5 separate regions of the Mus musculus genome follow, and regions 1, 3, 4 and 5 are each linked to region 2. A link is a contact called in public Hi-C, HiCAR-type and HiChIP or PLAC-seq data. All regions are on one chromosome and are shown on one strand. Each heading gives the region's core, a stretch centred on a gene start, on an enhancer-like site or on the middle of the called end of the contact. The rest is flanking DNA. Distances are from core to core; before and after follow the strand shown.

Region 1 (3,465 bases), core at 221-2,720, 140 kb before region 2:
GTTTAGGACCAAGTCTGCAGTGAAGTCATGTGATACAGTACAGGCAAACTCTGCAAGAAACACCTCAGGTTCACCATAGGGTTGGTTTTAAATTAATTTTGATGGTTATGTGCTTGAGAGCCGTACATCACTGCTAAAATTTTCTGATCCCCACATTCAGCTACACCCATGTTTTAAGAAGCTAAAGGCCTGATGTGGTGGTTTGAAGAGACGGGTTTGAAGATCTTATATTTGAACGTGTAGACATCAAGGAGTGGCACTATTTGAAAGGATTAGGAGGTGTGGCCTAATTGAAGGAAGTGTGTCACTGGAGATGGGCCTAGTTGCTCTGTCTTCCTGCTGCCTGTGGATCCACACGTGAAGTTCATAGCTTCATTTCCAGCACCATGAATACCTGTGTGCTGTCATGCTTCTACCATGATAATGGATGAAACCTCTGAACTGTAATTTCAGTTAAGTGTGTGTGTGTGTGTGTGCATGTGTGTATACATGTGCATATATGAATGCCCATGGCCATCCTGTCTTTTCACAGCAATAGAGCACTAAGAAAGAAGACCATAATATTGAGGTTTTACCTTCAATGTAATTTTTCATGCCTACTTCTCACTGAATCACTATAAAGAAGCCAAAGAAAAATCTTCCTGAGCAGTGCCTGCCTTAATTTTCTTACTGTAAGAATCACACACCTACTCAGCCCATCTGTCATTATAGCAATGTTAAAAAGTGACATTCTTAAGGTGTAACAATGAAGATTTAAGTGAGGCCCATGTTTCCAAGTGAAGCCCTAATGTTTGATTCAGATCCAGTGATTTGAATCAAAATATTTCCATGGGAACCTGCAGCCAGCCTGAAATACTTACTCCCAAATTGAATAAATCTTTTTTTTAATAAGTTCTGGGTTTTGTTTGTTTATTTTTTATTTGCTCTCTAAACCAATACAATGAACTGAAAGACAGTTTTAAAAACAATACTGACACATGCAGATAAAAGCTGTCCTTTCTAAACAGTATTTAAACAATAAAATTAAATTTCTTTGAGCATCAATTCCCTGAGCTGTAGACAGTGTCTAGTACAATGGAGAACAAATGGATGAGTGAATGAATGAAAAAAAAACTTTGTTTAAATGAAAGATTTATAAGATCTGAAGAGAAAGCAGACTATGAAAGACTTTCAAAACTTGTGTTCAGTGGCCAGTGATGAACTGATCAATAAGAAAGAGCCAGAAATGGTAACACATGAAGCTGGGAAACTCACAAAGTCTATCTTAAGATAGCATTAAGAAGAATACTGAAGGAAGAAGTCAGCCTATTGGGTCAGAAGATCAGGGTCACCAGAATTGTTATCATAGACTACCACAAACTGATTCAACTAATTTTCCGCTGAGCAATGCATTCCAGGGCTTTTGAAAGTCCCCACACTTCACAGCATGCTTCCCCAGCAGGAAGGGCCCCTTAAACATAATTTGATTCAGTCCATGTGTTTAGAAGAAAAAGGCAAAGACCCAAAGCAGTGGTGTAGCATGCCCGAGGTCACACAGTTATGTAGCCACCCACTCAATGTTCCTTCCAGGGCACCATGGTACCATGCTAAGAGTTCGTGGAAGGGATGGAAAGCCAGGATAGTGAAAAGCAGGATTCTAGACACAGAAGAGCTACTTAAGAAAGGATGGGCTCTAAGGATTCAGAGTGAGTGGGGAAAAACAGGAAAGAATGTAAAACATTGATGTAAAGGAGCCTCAAGACTCCCCGCAGAGCAAGAGGGACACAAGAACTTGGTTGATAAACATATGGAGAAGGAACATGGCTATAAATCCAGTTGGGACACTTCCTTTTCAAAGGATCTGTCCCAAACACAGCAATGTCACAGGAATGCAGGCTGCTTTGCTGTTGGCTGGAAGAAAGAGAAAGTGGCTTGAGCCACGCCTCATAGCAAGCATTTCCGAGTGAGATTCCATCATCCCAAGCGGTGCCAGAACCACCAAACCACCAAGGACCATGGGGAAATGACTGGCTACTCTGATCCAAGCAGAACCAAAGGATTGAGATGTTCCAGGAGTTGCTTTTAAAGAAAGTTTTCCCCTGCCCTACTGAGAAGAGAAAACCCATGAAGAAGGGAGAAATGGAGCTGTGTTACAATTCATCAGTAAAGCAGGAGAGCGAGAAAGGCAGGAACAAGGCGGCTTATATACTTTCCATAGCATGAAAACCTGTGGGCCTGGAAGGGAATGCAATGAGAACTTTTGACATAGACAGCCAAGATTTGGCTGCTGGACTGTTGGAATAGCTGCAGACACAGGGAAGAGTGAAACATGCAGCCTCCTAAGGGCTGGCATAAGAACATAGCCCGGACAAGAAGACAGGCAGCCAAAAGCCTAATTGCCTTAAAGTTCAGGTCGAGCCTGGAGACCCAGTGCTAGAACTTTGCCCAAATGAGGGAAATGGGGCTTCTGTCTAATGAACTCAATCAGGCAGATGGACCCTCTCACTTTCTACACTGTGTTCAGACTGTCGGAGATCAAGATAAACCACGGTCGCTCTGAAACAGTCCTTTCTCCTTTGCTCTGCCTGTCAATGGCCTCATAACCTTCAGACCTTTTTGAATGTTCTGTAGGAGCAAGCCGAGAATGATTGGACAACCAGTTGTTTTGTTCTGTTTTGTTTTTTGTTTTTAATGCATGTAGTGACTTCTTGAGGATTCTAATTAGGAGATGATAAACATGTAGGACCTTAGATCAAGTGTGTGAAGCATCAAGCCGCCTTCCATCACTACACTCTGCACACACACAAAGCAACAACTAAGGTGTTGAAAGAGACAATTGTGCCACACTGGCATGACTTTTATGTACATAAACTGACTATACCCTTAATTTCACCATTATATGGAAGGGGAAACTTAGAGATTAGAAGATTTAAATTCTTCCTTGGGTTATATAGTCATGCCAATCCGGTTTATCAACGTTGAACCACTTTACTATTTGCCATGTCTCCCTCAGCCTTTTAAGGCAATAAATGCTACACTTTAAATATATATTTATGTATATACACACACACACATATATATGTATATATGTGTGTATATATATATGTGTGTATATATAATCTACATTATAGTTATATATTGATGAAGTGGAACAAATACCTGGGATGAAGTAACAGTCTGGAAAACCAGATTCTCATCAGAACTGGGGCACTTAATGCTGGGGATGGACAGTATTTAAAATCTCTCGCCCTGCTTGTCTGCTTCCACATAAAGCCATAATGCTTCACCTCAGAGATGCATTCCATCTCCCACAGATTGATTCGGACAGAGCCAGTGTCATTAATTAATTAAGAGAACGCATTTTTCTGACCATCACACTCTACTGACAGGATAATTCTTTCATCTTCATGTGGAGGGACCAGTAAGACAGCAAGCACTTCTGTGTCTAAGTCTCAGGGTCCCGCACCTGCGACCTTTGCCTCTATG
Region 2 (3,501 bases), core at 106-2,605:
CTGGCTTTTGATCAGCACCGAGTTGAGCCAGAGACCTGCTTGAAAGCCGGCAAGCTCCCTGAAATTAGCTAGCAGAAATCTCCCTAGCTTCCTTGACCACATTACTTGAAGAGTTTGAAGACAGATTGGAAAAAAAAATGCATGGATGGGGACCGCACAGTAAAGACCAGACCTTCTTTTCCGAGGACAAGTCATTCCAGCTCAGCCAAGGGAGGCAGGGCACCCTTTCTGCTCTCGTGGGTGGAACTGTGTGTCTTGTGGCCAGATTTAACTATCAGTGCCCCTGCACTCAGCGTGCAGTCTTTTAATCTCATAGGATAACACCTGTAAAACCCGAGACTACTAGAATGGGTCCCCAAGCATCCCTGCCTGGTGTGTGACACGCAAAGGGCTGTTTACAAGACATATGATCATTCCAGCGGGTCCACTCAGCAAGGTCTGCTGGAGGCCTCATCTTTTCAAGAGGTCCTCTGGGGTGTGGGCTGCTATCCTCAGGAAACACAGCTTGCATCCTTAAGGGAGATTCAGAAATCCCCCACAGCTGTTAGGAGGCTGTGTCTGGCCCTGGAAGGAGCAGCCAGGCCAAGGGTTAAACAGAGGCTCAGCGTGTTCTGTGCCTGGCAATAGCAGTCTACATGACTCCAGGCCTCTTGTCTCACAAACCAGTTCAGCTTATTCGCCCCAACCTTCATAAAACCCAGAGGTCCGTCCTAGATCGACAAAGAACTCCAATTCTCCCCAAGCAGGCTTCGTCAAGGTTCAACTGTTGACTCCCGCCTGAATCTCCACGTTCACTCCCTCTGGTCACCCTAGCTGCACGTCTGTTCAGCCCCCCTTTCCTTTGGGGATAAATCAGCGTTTGCGTTTTTTTGTTTTAATTCTTTCAAAGGATGAGGAATGTTGACACTCCTGAAACAAGCCTCTGATGTCTGGTTAGACTTCAGACGGCTGAGTGTGAGCGTACGCTGACGCAATCGGGCCGATTGGGTTAAACCAAATATTACAATCGCAAGAATTCATCTGGAACTAATAATTTTGAGGCCACCGAAAGTAAAAGGGCCCTCTTTGGGCTTGGCCAGTGGCAGAGGCCAGCTCGGGCCAATGCTGCCACCTGCCGTGGGCGCGGGGAACAGGGCGCGCCGCCTCGGCCTTCCTGTTTTGTTCGCGACCCCTATGCACCCACGCAAGGCAGGTTCCTCGCCAGCCAGACCAGGGCTATTTTTAAAACGCTAGCGCCTGTCCCCAGCCCTTAAGGTAAAGATAGCCAGTCTGGCCGCTCACTGTCTTCTCTGAAAAAGGACCTCTTCCCAATTATAGACCCAAGACTGGCTAGCAGGGCACTCGCAGTTGGAGTTCCATTAAGCAAACAACCCCTTGTGCTAAAGAGATCGTGTGTCGCAGGCTCACTTAGAGGAACGCTCATTTAAGGAAGATTGTTTTATTTTGCGGGAGATGAAGGAAACACACAACTCTGGGTTCTGTCGGCACATTGCTGAACTGCAAGTCACGTGCCAGATCCAAAAATGATGAAAACATCTGTTTTTGCTTTAGCCCAGCGAGGCCCCGACGGTGGGGAGGGGCAGGGAAGGGACCGTGGTGGCTTTGCTCATGAGCGCCATCTGCCGAGCCTGCCGGGGAAACGCGTGAGATCCCGGCACAATGCAAGTTGCCGCTCACCCCCGGGGAAAGGAGAGATCAACAGGTGGGGGTCTGTGCCCGGGAGACCACTCTCCTCGGAGGGCAACCCTGGCAGTGCCCTGGGAACTCTGCAACTCTGAGTTGTCTCGGGGTGTTCTCAACAAAGAGATCTTTCCCTGGTGACTGCTCTGGGGCAGAGGAAGAGACCGAGGGTGGCAGCGAATGAATTCTCAGGTTGGAAAGGAAGGCGGTAAGGGGGAGGGGAGGGGCTCTTGGTGTGCAGACAGTAAAATTTGCGGTTCGTGCCGGCTGAAATCTCCCAGAACAAAGAAACCACTTCCCAGCTCCCGCCCTGCACTCCCACCAACCAGCTCTCTTTCCTGCTATGGTTGTGCAGTAGGTCTGAGAATGCTCCAGAGTTCAGAGATACTACTGTCGTCAGGCAGAGCTTGTCCATCCCTTTCTGTGTAACTCGTCCACCCTCAAAAAGCCAGTGGTGGATCCCAGCTCTGAACAGGGACCTCACTGACAGCCATGACATACAACCTTAGCGTTTTGTTCAGTCTTCCCCAAGTTATTCATTGCTTGCCTGCCAAGTGCCTAACACTCCGCACAAGTGTTTGCAAGAAGTATATATGTGTACAAATACGTCAGAGGAAAACGTGTGCGTGTCAGCGTTACACACAATGACAGCTAGGACCTCAGAGGCAGGGAGAAGAGTACAGACTAGGGAGGGATGTAGAATCCACCTTTGGTCTCAGTGAGGAATTCCTTCCCCCAGCCTGCTTCTGCCCTAGCCTCCAGCCCTTACAGATAAGCCATTCTCAGCCTTTCTGGGAACATGGTGTCAAGGGACCATCATTTGCCTCCTGTCACTCCAGGTCAGCCGTGATCCAAGACCCAGGCTCCAGTCTCAGTTGTCTTTTCCTTACCAGATGGAGGTTCTTAGGTGTTACTGGGTAACTGTATGTGCTCCTACGTACCTGCTTTCCACAGGTGACAAGGGGTTAATAGAAAGAGCAAAACACTGGTCAAAAGATGCAGGCTTGCCAGGGGCTCCTGTGTCCCTTGACCGGGCTGGGCTGGTGGGCACATCCTCAGCTCTGGGGCAACATTCCCCAAAGTCTGTCTGTCTGTCTGTACAGTCTGACTGTGTCCTCTAACCTACAAACCGACAGGGTTAAAAAGGAAACTGAGGCTCTGTCTATCGGAGCTGCATCCTTTCCTATCCGTCTTCAAATAAATATAGAAAGCTTGTCCTTTATATGGGTCAGGAACCTGTCTATGATCTAAGGGATTTCAGAAAAAGACTCTTCATTTTTTTTACAGCTAAACACATTTTCTAAGAAGCAAGCCTGTCTGTCCTCCACAGAGCCTGACAGGAGCTATGTCCCCACTGACCATATCTGTTTCCATGGTACCGAGTGAGTTCTTAGATTACTAGGGCCCAAGCTAACCTTCTGAGTCCCTACAGACTCACCTGTCCCCAGCAGCGCTTGGCTCCGGTTCTCTACGACCACCCCATCTCCCCCCACCCCCATTGTCAGGGGCCTCTTTCCAATTCATTTCTTGTTCCAGGCCGTAAAAATGTCAGAACATGAAACTTCCTTTTAGCCTGGCTTAATATCAGTCTAGTATGGAGAGTTTTGATGGATTGTCTTTGTGTTCCAAAGAGGAAACCGTACGCTCACTGTCTCAAATTTCCTTTCTGCTCTCTAGGCCCTCCCATCCCCTTTTCTTTTTCCCTACCTGGTTCTTCAACAGGTCTGTGTTTGGGAGCAGAGAGGGAGGGATGTAAAACTTATTATACTATGTTATCATCTCAGAACTCAGATTTACAATGTTCTTATCAACATCAGAAAA
Region 3 (3,892 bases), core at 1,332-3,831, 240 kb before region 2:
GCTAGCCCCATCCAAAGATGAGCTCTATCTTCACCTCATCCTTTCTTTGGATTTGCCTTCCATTCTGACATCGTCAGAATGTTCCTTCAAGAGAGCACTTTGGGAATCTTACTCTGAGCTGAGAATTTTGGAACTTAATTTTACCTAGAACAAGGAAACTCTCTGCAGTTGATAGGCAATATTGTTTGGGGAGCTGGAGATCTAAATCAATAACTGTTTCCTTCAAAAATCAATACTAATATACTTAGTTCTATTGTGCTTCATTAAATATGTATTGGTTATTTAAAATTATTCTGTCTGTTCTGCAAGAAATCAAGTATTAAAACTGGTGAGCTGGGTGGGCAAGAGAGCTTACTATTTAATAGGATGGGCTGGTCTTCAAGAGGACCCAGGTTCAAGTCCCAGCACCCACATGGCAGCTAACAGCCATCCATAACTCTAGTTCCTAGAGCTCTAATGCTTTTCTCTGGCCTCTATGGTCATCACACATGTGTCGTGCAGAGACACACATGAAGGCAAAACATGCATATGCATAAGATGAAATAGAAGATTAAAATACAAAATCTAAAATGCAAAGCCTGCTGGGAAAGGTTAGAATTAGGTTGCACGAACGTGACCCCAAGTAGGAGGTGTTTGACAAAAGTTCAGCCTTGCGTCTCAGAATGAGGATCCAGTGAATCCATCCCTGAGCCTGTGAGGTAAAGCTCTTGACAAACCGCTCCACGGAATACTTTCCTGCTGACGTGGACTTATATGTGTCTCTACTAATGGCAGGGCAAAAAGAGAGTGTGCACCCAGCCACACTGGGTTAAGCTAAAGGCTTCAGTAGCATTTGGAAAGGCCATGCCCGAGTTTAAGGAATGGAATGAAGTATATGATTCCATAGATGACCCCATTTGAATCTCCTTATCAGCCCATCATGCAGCCTTTAGGAGGAAGAGTACAACCCAGGGCTATGTGACTTGAAGAAGGGATGACTCTCCAGTCACAAAATAAGGCCAAGAAATCAATGTACTACTGTAAGCTAACAGGAATCTACCTTGAAATCTCTTCCCTGAGAAAAACACTCAGAGACTTAAAAACAGCTATTTAGGAAAAAAAATGACTGTACAAGCACTGAAAGACAAAATAAAATAAACACATGCACACAAAAACAAAACAAAACAAAAAAACACCCCAAAATAAACAAGTGTGCTACTAATGGGTTTGCGGAAGGCTATGTTCTGCCCCACAGACACTCCCATTTGGTTGTAATTAACAGATTATGTCTCTTCTAAAGTATATAAGACCCCTCTTGCCAAGGAATAAAGGAGCCTCAAGGCTCATCAGTCTGGGAGAGTTTATATTCTATAGAACTTGGAGTTTGGAGTCACCAATCTGCCATAAAACTCTACCCAGCTCCAGTTCTCCTCCTTTCCCCATCTATTCTAGTTACTTTTCTATTGCTGTGATAAGATGAAAAGTGACTTATGGTAGAGTTTATCTTTGCTTCCTGCGCCAGAAGGCTGAGTCCATTACGGTGGGAGCCGTGTCATCAAGTAACAGGCATGGCAGAAGGAACAGGAAGCTTAGAGATCACATCTTTTATTTCAAACACAAGGCAAGAAAACTAACGGGAAGTAGAATGAGGCTTTTAATCTCAAAGTCCACCCCCAGTGACGTACTTCCTCCAGCTAGGCTGCACTACTTAAGCATCCTCAAGTAGTGCCACAAACTGGAGATCAAGTGTTTAAATACCCATGCCTATGTGGGACATTTATCATTCAAGTCAATGCACCATCTTTTAAAATAAATAAAATAAAATAGACACAATGAATATGACCCTTGCATAATGGCACATGCTCTAAATGTGATAACTGATAGAAATTGCTTGCACATAGGATACAAGAGGAAAACTGTCAGCTTTCTTCCGTCTACAGAGTCTGAAACCAGGATGGATTTATTGTCTCTGTCATTTACTTGAATAGGATGAATGAAGTAGGCTTTATGGTGTCAAGGGGGACATAGGTGCAAAAAGTAGAAAAGCATGCTGTTCTGTAAGAATGCAGTGACATCCCAGAGGACACACCTACCCAGTGGCAAAAGCCAGCACCTCTCTTCTCTAAGGATGAGTCTATGCAGAAGGAAGAGAAACAGGTTCTATGTGCATCTGGCTGCTGTACTTACACATGCTTCCAGGAACTGAGCACACAGTTGCTGAGCCCATAGCCAACACTGAATGCCAGCTCTGAGGGGCATGCTGAGAAATGCTATAGGACAATTTGCTAATCTCTAAATGCTCATAGTGGAAAGTCCAAAGATTCCCATGACAGCAAAGGAGTTAGAACATAAAAGAAAATACTTTACCTCACTAATCTATTTCTCTGCAATAAATTATTACCAATCCAGAGGACTAGAACCGGAAATGCTTTAGCATTTCACAGATCCTGTGGTTCTGAAATCCAGGAGCAGTTTACTTGACTCAGGATTGGGGTGTGTTTGAGGATTAAAGTCAAGTTGTTGGCTGGGCTTGCAGTTATCTACAAACTCACTTGGGAGGCAGTCCACTTCCAAGCTCAGCCACACACTGGCTAGAAAGCTTCACAGAACTTCCTTGTTGGCTTCCTAGATGTCTTCACACCATAGCAACTGTCTGTCAACTCCCTAGGGTGGCTCATGACATCACAGCTGGCTCCTTTCAAAGCAAGTGAATCAAAAAAAGGAAAGGAAAAGAATTCTCCCCACATGGATCAATAGTCTTTTTACAATTTATATTTGCAAAAAACACCCCATCATTCCCTCTCTGCTTACATCATCAAAAGTGAGTCATTACAAACAGGCCTATGGTCATTACAGGCCACCTCGTGAGAGAAAGAGAAGCTAAGAAAATACTGAAGACTCCTTAAAACGGACACAGTCAAGAATCCAGTTGTAGAGACAGGGACCTCTCAGTGGTTGTGCTAGGGAAGTTTTGAGATGAAAATGACATGATAGATTCTGAACAGCCTGGTATCTACTCACAGTAAGAAAAGTGAGATCTGATCTCAAGCTGTCTAAAAGACTGTTGGGTTTGCAGACTGCATTGTCCTGTTTCTGGCCCTGAACTACATTTCCCAATCTTCTTTATTTGCAACTGTGAGACTCCATCTACAACCAATTAAACATGATCAGAAGAGACAGCCAACCTATAATGGTTAGTTTTAATTGTCAACTTGACACAATCTAGAACCTTCTGGGATTGCGGAGATCAAGTTGACCTGTGGGCACATCTGTGGAAGATTGTGCTGATTATGTTAATTGATGTGGGAAGATTCAACCTCACTGTAGGTAGTACTATTCCTGGTTTTGGGTCTGGGATTGAACAAAAGTAGGGATCATGAGGTGAGCAGTAGCCATACATTCATTCTTTCTCTCTGATCTTGACTGTAGATGTGACTGTGCACTTCAAGTTATAATAGATTTTAACTTGGCCTTATAAGCTAAATATGCCCTTTCTCCCCAAAGTGCTTTTATTTTCCAGGAAATTTTTAACATGATAAACATAGTAGACAAGCCTCAGAATTCTTCCACTATACTCCTATATCAGGAGATAGAGGTAAGTTCACCAAGAATTCAAGGTTAGCCTTGGCTACACAATGAGTTTGAGACCCTGTCTCAGAAACTGAAGAATAGCAGAAAGTCTTTCATATCATCACTTTTTTTCTGATGAATGACAATACTAATTGAAGAAGACTCCAGGACCCGGTAAGGGTAGAGCCATAAAGAAAAGAAGTCTAAGCCTCACAATGAATAACTGGAAATATGCCAGAGCAACCGCAGCTAATGTGAATTAACACAGGCAAAACAACTGTTTATGGTTGAAATCACTAGGGACTGGGGTGTATTTGTTATAGCAACTAGTCTGGTTTATTCT
Region 4 (3,515 bases), core at 232-2,731, 190 kb before region 2:
CCTTGAGGACAGATTCTCCTACTGTGGCTCAAGGGGTGCCACGGAGCTGTCTACATGGTAAGAACATTAATATTTTTTGAACAAATTAGCTAATTAATAATTAAGTTACTTTATTTGATGTCTCCCTCATGTGAGGCTTTTGTAGTTTTTTCCAGTGAACAACAGGGGTTGGTTGTGACTTTCTACTGATCTCCTGCTCCTGTGGTTCTGGGACTGTGACAACAGAATCTGTCATTTCTTAGATATCCTGCATGTTCCATGCACAGAGCACGGCACCCGGGGAGAGGAGATGATTTGAACACAGATGGAATGTTCCCACTCCAATTGGTGGCAATTTTGCTTTGGATGAGCTGTTGATAACAGAGCCTAGTGGGAAAAGAACCAGCAGATAGAGACAGTGGTCAAACCAACACTTGGCTCCTTGATGAAGAGAAAAGGCAAGAGGTCTCCCAAATCTTAAAGTATTGGGAGTTCAACCTCTCTTCCCACCCCTTCCCTTGGAAGGAGTGGGGATGGCAGGTCATGGTGGAGGTTCTGAAGATGCTAATTTAAAAGTCACATAGAGCTTGTGGTCATTTGCCCAGGAAATGATCTCCGCAGGCTCAAGAATTCGAGCATTTACTGCCCAGTTGGTGGCACTGCTTGGGGAGGTTATAGAACCTTTGGAGGTGGCACTGACTTGAGGAAGATCACTGGAGGAGATGGGGTGCTTTAAGAGTTTTATAGCTTTGCCCAAGTTCTGCTTCATTCTCTACTTTGGGTTTGGTCTTTGCAGGAGTGATCTCTGGACTTGCTGCTCCCGTTGTCAGCTTCCATGCCTCCCCCACCATTATGGACTCCCCCTCTGAAACTGTAGTCAAAATAAACTCTATCTTTCATAAGTCCCTTTTGGTCGTGGTGTTTTATTACAGCAACATCAACAACAGGCCTCACACACAAATTACACGCAAATGACTGCATGTCTAGACATGGTTGCTGTCCCAAATATATCTATATCTAAACACACACACACAGAGACAGACACACATACACACACAAACACACACATACCATACACACAACCACACACACACACACATATATATATATGGGTATATCTCCAACTGTTTTTTGAATCTAAAATCTAAAGCACTTTTAGTTTCATTTGCTGTAAACAAACAAACAAACAAAACAAAAAACAAAAACAAAAACAAAAACCAGATTCTTGGCCTCTAGTTCGAGCATGCTGTTCATAGATCCAAAGGCCCAGGAAATACTCCAAAGATCTCTTGGGAAGAAATCAGCAAATGGTACAGTTCCATGAAATAAACCCACAGTTAAATAGTCTTGACCTTGAAGTAGATAAAGATCAAGCCTCGAAAACACAGTGTTTGAGCTTGAACCGAGGCATCGGCACTTTGTTCTTAGCAGGCCAGGACCAAGTGTGTCTGTAGGATGCTAAGAGGATTGAAAACACTTGGATGAGTGAGGTCATTTGTGAGAGATTGTGTGGGGCTGGAAATTCCGCCAAGGTGCTCACCACAATGTTTGTAGAAAGCCACACCCTTTACCATTGGGTTGACGACTTCCACAATTCTAAAGGTTAACGATTTTGTGGATCCAGGCCTCGCCAATACTGTACCTCTCAAAAGCTTCATTTATCTTTCATCTGGGGGATTTACCAGTGACTTTTACCTGCACGTATTCTGTTGGCAGGAGTAAGACAATGAAGTACAAGGTTTTGCATATCCTTAACTCACAAAGCCAATAAGGATGCATTTGCTGTGGAGGAGCAGACAGAATTCTGGGGAATGTAGTCACAAAGAAAAACCCACAGTAAGTGCTGCTTGCTCACAGAGGGAAGGCAGTTCAGGTGACATTTCGTGGTGTATTCCACGGTCTGTTTGGACACCTGAAGCTTTAATTGAGGTTGGTCTCTTGCTTCAGGGAACCCCATTTCCTGAACACACTGGAGGCTACACACTCAGTACAGTTAAGTGATGCTGATAAAGAGCTGAAGCAGATGTTTGGGGAGGGAGGGGAGAAGCATGGTGTGGTCAGTTATCAGAGCAGGTGAGGCTTGTGGTGCTCTGTGGGAGCACTGAAGAGTTCTCTATTATGAAAGGTGAGGGGAGAGAAGAAGCAGACCCTGTTTCTCAATACTGACAACTCCTTGCTCTCAAAGGAACAAATCCATCTTTCTGCCTCTTGGCAGCACAGCACTCACATAGATGGATTGGGGGAGCTTTTCCCCCTTCTTCTTTTTTCACTATTCCCAAAGAAAGGCATTCAAGCCTTTCTTAACCTTACATTCCAACCTCTCGTGGTGCCTATACTCAGGAAATACTTCTTCAGGTTTAACTAAATCCCTCTCTGCAATGTGAGACCATTGCTATCCTCCAAGGACTCACAGAACAGCTGCCTGGCACCTGGCCAGTCACACCATTCCACGTTTCCATTGTTCAGGGGAGGAACAGCTCGAGGCTTTTGCTGATTGGCTCTCACCACCCAGCAGGAACTCAGGCCAGAACACCAGGCTGTGCTGAGGCTGCTTTGCTGGGACATGAAGTACTAGTCTCCCAGGACACCATTCTCCCAGGCTCAGAAATCAGCACACGTGACTTAACACTTCCTGAGAGTGACATGCTCTGTGAGGGGGTTTGAAAGGTGGCTGGGAATGTCTCTATAGTGCCTCACCTAGCAAGTTTAATAGGTGTTATATCTATTGTGTGTGGAGAAAGAAAAAAAAAAAGCAAAAAACATTTCAGGTAGCCCAGGCTGGCTCAAAGTTGCTATGTTGCCAAGGAAGGTCCTGAATACTTCCTTCTCCTGCATCTGCCTTGAAAGTACTGGTGCTCTTAGGCATGTGTCACTATGGTAAGCTTTATAGCTCTCTCTCTCTCTCTCTTTCTCTCTCTCTCTCTCTCTCTCTCTCTCTCTCTCTCTCTCTCTCTCAATCAAGTAAAGAAAAGTAGGCTCAGTCAAAGGCCACACAGATAAGAAATGAAGCCCCGAGTGGACTCTCATATTGTGAGCATTCAGGTTTGGTGTCCCTTCCGATGTATGAGAGTGCTTCCCAGGGATCACTAGAGCACACAGAGCACACGTGTTCTGTCCTTGCAGACTTCAGGGTAACAAACAGCAGAGACCAGTGCATGAGAAAAGGAGCACAAGAGCTCACTGACAACTCCAGACAAGATGAGTTGTTGGTCACTATAAACTATGAACCAAGTTAGAGGATTTGCTTAGAGAGGCAAGAAGAAGCCAATGCAGGTGATGGGAGGTTTTGGGAGACAGAACTGCTGCTGCTTAGCCAGACTGGGGCTTAAAGCTGGTCAACCCTGGGCAGGCTCAGACCCAGTGAGCTTCAGTTTTATCCTTCAGGAAGCATAAGAAGAACACGTTCACAAGCTCGTTGTTTAAAGTAGATGAGGTAAGTAATAGTTAACGAGCAGCCAGGTCTGAGAAGCTAAATAAAGGTCGAAACGAGTCATGTTCTGGGATGAGCAGAGCAAAGAGAGGTTAAGTTAGGAAAG
Region 5 (3,719 bases), core at 964-3,463, 250 kb before region 2:
TATTCACTTCCTTTAGTACTGTTTTAAAAATATGTATTACATGGGTTCTTGTGTGTAGATGCCTATGGAGTTCAGAAGAGGACATCAGATGTCCCAGGACTAGAGTTCCAGATGGTTGTGAGCCACCATGCCGGTGGTAGAAACCATGTGGTACAAGTGCTCTTAACCACTGAGCCCCACTTTTTTTTAATTAGGTATATCCTTCATTTACATTTCCAATGCTATCCCAAAAGTCCCCCATAGCCCCCCACTCAACTACCCACCCACTCCCACTTCTTGGCCCTGGCATTCACCTGTACTGAGGCATATAAAGTTTGCACGACTAATGGGCCTCTCTTTCCACTGATGGCCGACTAGGCCATCTTCTGATACATATGCAGCTAGAGACAAGAGCTCCGGGGGTACTGGTTAGTTCATATTGTTGTTCCACCTATAGGGTTGCAGATACCTTTAGCTCCTGGGTACTTTCTCTAGCTCCTCCACTGGGGGCCCTGTGATCCATCCAATAGCTGACTGTGAGCATCCACTTCTGTGTTTGCTAGGCCCTGGCATAGCCTCACAAGAGACTGAGCCCCACTTTTAAACCCCAGCTCACACTTTCTTTTGAGGGAATGACAGTTTATTTAAGGTTACAGTGTAGAGAATCTAGTGTAGGGGATGCATGATATTGGAAGCACAAGGTGTCTGCTCACATTGGGCCCACTGGAAGGTAGCAGAAACTTACTTGTTCTTACATACTTTTGAATCAGTTTACTTCTCTTGGGTATGTTGTGATTATTTTTTTTCTTCACAGCTCCTAGCCCTCTGACCTTTAACCCACAGTCCTTGTCCCTGTATCTCTGATGACTTGGCAGTTACATGTTTCTTTGATTTGAGTATGAAAGTATTTTTTGTGATAGATGAGGCTGGGAACTTTGTTAGTAATGAGGCTGGGGCTACCACCCAACTCTATTCAGGGCAAAGTCTGTTACTGAAAGGAACAAATATTAGGGTAATTATTAGGAACCCCTACTCTTTCATATTTATGTAATAGCCTCCATTTTTTGCTAGCACTGTATTACAGTAGCCTCACTTATGTTGGTTGTGAAGTCTTTTGAAACAAGAAGCTCAGGACAGAACACATTAAAACCCACCCAACAAACTCCATCACTGTTAACTCCTGAGGAAACTGCTTTCTGTTGGGAAAGACCTTGCACACAGAGCATTTTCTGCTCTGCTGTTTTTCTTTCTTTTCTCCTTCCCTGATCTCCTGCCACCTTCCTAATATATTCAGGTCACACCAAGACCCTGAACAATGACTGCTTACAAAAAGCAGTTGGAAGCCTTGACTAGGAAGATAAGACAAGGCAGGAGACATGGAGTGAGAGCAGGGTAGGAGTAAGGCCAACTCAGGGGTCCTAGGAGCTGGATGTTAAAAGAAACCCAGAGATCCAGAAACAAGACAACAACAACAACAGAGTTTATGGGAACTCCATGTTAGGGAGGAAGTCAAGAATGTAGCCTGGTAGCTACAGTATCAACTCCAGGGCCCTGTGAGTGAGTGCTTGGGTCAGTTGGTTCTGAATTTCAGAGAAAATCTAGACTGCTATGTATGGATGCAGGGCCACCATTTGGTACAATTCTTAGGAGCATCTGTGTGTGTGTGTGTGTGTGTGTGTGTGTGTGTGTACATACTATTATGAAGTCTAGGTTCGTAATATTAGTAAGTTGATTTGAGCCTTTAAAATGTTAAAGATAAAAGACAGAGAGATTTCTGCTAGGAACTCTTGCTGGCTGCGGAACATGCTAAGTGAACAGTGTCGAAACATACACTAAGCTTTGTCCTCCTGGAGCGATGTCGTATTAGTGGCCATCAAAGCAGCGAGCTGACAGGCCTAACTTTCCCGTGGAGATGTTGTGAAAGGGGCGATTTGGGAAATGAGTGGGCTCGCTGGCCCCCATCAGTGTTCAATGTGCTACCCGGGAGCCAAAGCACCAGCCGTCGTAATTGCTGCATTTGTTTAGGGAGGTGCGTTCCCAGGCAGCGGAGCCTCATTTCAGCGCACATGCCTCTAATTTGATGTTTTTAAATTCAGCTCCAAGACTGTCGTCAGGCGCTTGTCCCCCTCTTTCCTTTAACACTGACCACCTTGTTCCCCTTTCTCCCATGAACAGAGGCAAGCAGTGTGTATTGAAAGCCAACAGCCTTTGTGTGGCTTGAGAAATCTGAGGCTGACATCTCCAGGCCCTTTTTGTCTCTCTCGCCTCTCTCGGGCCTGTGACCTGCCAACCGGGTTTGGCTCTCCCAGGCTTTCGTCATGTTGCATATCGATTGCTTTCCTTTCCTTTATTTGTAAGATGCTAAACGACAGACCCTGCTGCACAGTGACAGTGGCTTTGGGCTGTGAGTAGGTCAGCCAACATCCCTAGGTGCTCAGGTTCAGTGACACTTCGCTGGCTTAGCTGCTGTGACATCAGCAGCTCCTAAAGGACCCGATTGATTTCTTCCAGATTGCTGTTCTAAACTCTCAGATTCTTCTGGGATTTCACTCTGCCTTTTTGAATGTGTTCTCTCTCTCTCTCTCTCTCTCTCTCTCTCTCTCTCTCTCTCTCTCTCTCTCTCTCTCTCTCTCTCTGTCTTTCTCTCTGCTTCTTTCCTTTCTTAGACCTTGTGATCCTTAGGTACTGGGCTTACTAATTACCCCCAATGCTGGCACCTGACAGCAGGTGGTCACCATTCTGTTAATTATGTCCCGGGGCTTAGAGAGGCTCTTCTAATGACATCTAATCATCTACCTTCGACTATTGGGCTGAGAGCAGGTTGCAGGCACACTCTCTTTCCCTGAGCTCTTTGAATTTATTCTTACGGTCTAGCACCATGCCTGAGAGGTAGATGATAGACTTGCCGAGCACCAGGTTCCTTCTCTTGTGGCTGGGGAGTAATCATGGCCTAAATGCAGGGAACTGGATCGACACAGAGTTGATTTACTAGTCAAACAAGCCAGCTTCAGAAAGTGTAAGCCAGAGATCGGCAAAAGATTAAGACTCTAGTCCCCCTCAATCCACAGGGTCATTTAGCACAGATCTGCCACTTTCCACAGTCCAATGTAGAAAGTAGAAGGAGATGTGTTTAATTCTTCCACAGGGGAGTAAAGAAGACTGCTGTATAACGTGTGCAAGGCCTGGGCTGCCAGAAAAGTCAGTGTAAATCCTTGTAGTGCTCTTCCCATGAACGAATGGGCCTCTGCCTTTCATCCAGAAAACAGGGAAAATATCCCTTTTGAGCTTGTTTGAAGTGCAGCCAAGAGAATTAATTGTGCATTATTTCCAGAAGGTTTGGTATGCCATGGAGGCAGGTACTGTGTGCATATATGTGTACAGACAAAGGTAGATAGCTATAGCGATAAGCCTTCACTGACTGCTTCAAGACACGGACACTGAAAGAAATGAATTATGGGTAAGGGGAACTGTCAGGTAGGGAGTATTGGTCAATTTTCAGGAACTTTAAAGCAACTGTGATGGATGTGGAAAGAGAGATCGATGGAGAACTATCAATAGGGATTTCACTGTGAAGATGTCATTGCCACCGGCTCACTAGTCCCTCCAATGACCGCAATCTGAGCAAATTAAAAGGGGGAGCATTATTTCTCATGTAACAGTGGAAATAATAAATCAATCACATACTCTCACAACTGAGGAGATCAGTCTCGGAGGTCAGGGACAGATAATATTGTTCTGGG

Evidence for each region. A called contact is a pair of places that touch in the nucleus more often than the background predicts. HiCAR-type assays count read pairs that join an accessible place to other places. HiChIP or PLAC-seq counts read pairs in DNA pulled down with a chosen protein or histone mark.
Region 1: a contact with region 2 is called in a Hi-C map of embryonic fibroblasts, with 6 times the contacts expected there. The contact joins two enhancer-like sites. A contact is called at or near these places in 1 of 15 datasets of contacts at CTCF or cohesin (embryonic stem cells), 36 of 484 Hi-C or Micro-C datasets (the 3T3-L1 cell line, 3T3-L1-derived adipocytes, the C2C12 cell line and 20 more), 20 of 115 datasets of contacts at active chromatin or transcription factors (the NIH/3T3 cell line, astrocytes, cardiomyocytes and 16 more) and 1 of 9 other capture datasets (embryonic stem cells).
Region 3: a contact with region 2 is called in a HiCAR-type map of fibro-adipogenic progenitors, with 4 times the contacts expected there. The contact joins two enhancer-like sites. A contact is called at or near these places in 3 of 15 datasets of contacts at CTCF or cohesin (the NIH/3T3 cell line and stem cell-derived epiblast-like cells), 18 of 484 Hi-C or Micro-C datasets (3T3-L1-derived adipocytes, the F1.1 cell line, adipose-derived mesenchymal stem cells and 11 more), 17 of 115 datasets of contacts at active chromatin or transcription factors (the NIH/3T3 cell line, SST interneurons, craniofacial prominence and 13 more) and 1 of 9 other capture datasets (embryonic stem cells).
Region 4: an H3K27ac HiChIP or PLAC-seq map of the NIH/3T3 cell line shows a contact between it and region 2, with 3 times the contacts expected there. The contact joins two enhancer-like sites. A contact is called at or near these places in 1 of 15 datasets of contacts at CTCF or cohesin (the NIH/3T3 cell line), 10 of 484 Hi-C or Micro-C datasets (the HL-1 cell line, cerebellar granule neurons, cerebellum and 5 more), 17 of 115 datasets of contacts at active chromatin or transcription factors (the NIH/3T3 cell line, craniofacial prominence, embryonic basal ganglia and 12 more) and 1 of 9 other capture datasets (embryonic stem cells).
Region 5: an H3K4me3 HiChIP or PLAC-seq map of embryonic forebrain shows a contact between it and region 2, with 5 times the contacts expected there. The contact joins two enhancer-like sites. A contact is called at or near these places in 3 of 15 datasets of contacts at CTCF or cohesin (the NIH/3T3 cell line and stem cell-derived epiblast-like cells), 13 of 484 Hi-C or Micro-C datasets (adipose-derived mesenchymal stem cells, brain, cortical glia and 7 more), 19 of 115 datasets of contacts at active chromatin or transcription factors (the NIH/3T3 cell line, SST interneurons, astrocytes and 14 more) and 1 of 9 other capture datasets (embryonic stem cells).

Annotation. Positions count from the first base shown.
Region 1 is chr9:41,807,566-41,811,030 of GRCm38.p6, forward strand. All of the region lies in intron 1 of Gm35940 (a long non-coding RNA gene), which reads left to right. Among named protein-coding and RNA genes, the nearest start is that of Gm35940, 3.7 kb to the left of the region's middle. Within about 2 kb of position 1,471, at least 60 of the 459 cell types and tissues checked have an H3K27ac peak or open chromatin away from gene starts, as enhancers often do. A contact at or near this core is called in the C2C12 cell line, the HL-1 cell line, the NIH/3T3 cell line and 7 more, where this site is marked.
Region 2 is chr9:41,949,711-41,953,211 of GRCm38.p6, forward strand. No RefSeq gene overlaps it. Among named protein-coding and RNA genes, the nearest start is that of Gm36227, 32 kb to the left of the region's middle. RefSeq lists an enhancer at 1-3,501. Within about 2 kb of position 1,356, at least 231 of the 459 cell types and tissues checked have an H3K27ac peak or open chromatin away from gene starts, as enhancers often do. A contact at or near this core is called in the C2C12 cell line, the HL-1 cell line, the NIH/3T3 cell line and 25 more, where this site is marked.
Region 3 is chr9:41,712,815-41,716,706 of GRCm38.p6, forward strand. The region is part of intron 2 of Gm35835 (a long non-coding RNA gene); the gene reads right to left. Among named protein-coding and RNA genes, the nearest start is that of Gm35835, 23 kb to the right of the region's middle. Within about 2 kb of position 2,582, at least 8 of the 459 cell types and tissues checked have an H3K27ac peak or open chromatin away from gene starts, as enhancers often do. A contact at or near this core is called in fibro-adipogenic progenitors and pancreatic cancer cells, where this site is marked.
Region 4 is chr9:41,764,265-41,767,779 of GRCm38.p6, forward strand. Gm46143 (a long non-coding RNA gene) reads left to right here. Exons shown (of 2, transcript XR_001779341.1): 2 at 1-881. Among named protein-coding and RNA genes, the nearest start is that of Gm46143, 5.7 kb to the left of the region's middle. Within about 2 kb of position 1,482, at least 95 of the 459 cell types and tissues checked have an H3K27ac peak or open chromatin away from gene starts, as enhancers often do. A contact at or near this core is called in the NIH/3T3 cell line, craniofacial prominence, embryonic basal ganglia and 10 more, where this site is marked.
Region 5 is chr9:41,696,013-41,699,731 of GRCm38.p6, forward strand. All of the region lies in intron 2 of Gm35835 (a long non-coding RNA gene), which reads right to left. Among named protein-coding and RNA genes, the nearest start is that of Gm35835, 40 kb to the right of the region's middle. Within about 2 kb of position 2,214, at least 53 of the 459 cell types and tissues checked have an H3K27ac peak or open chromatin away from gene starts, as enhancers often do. A contact at or near this core is called in astrocytes, brain, cortical glia and 9 more, where this site is marked.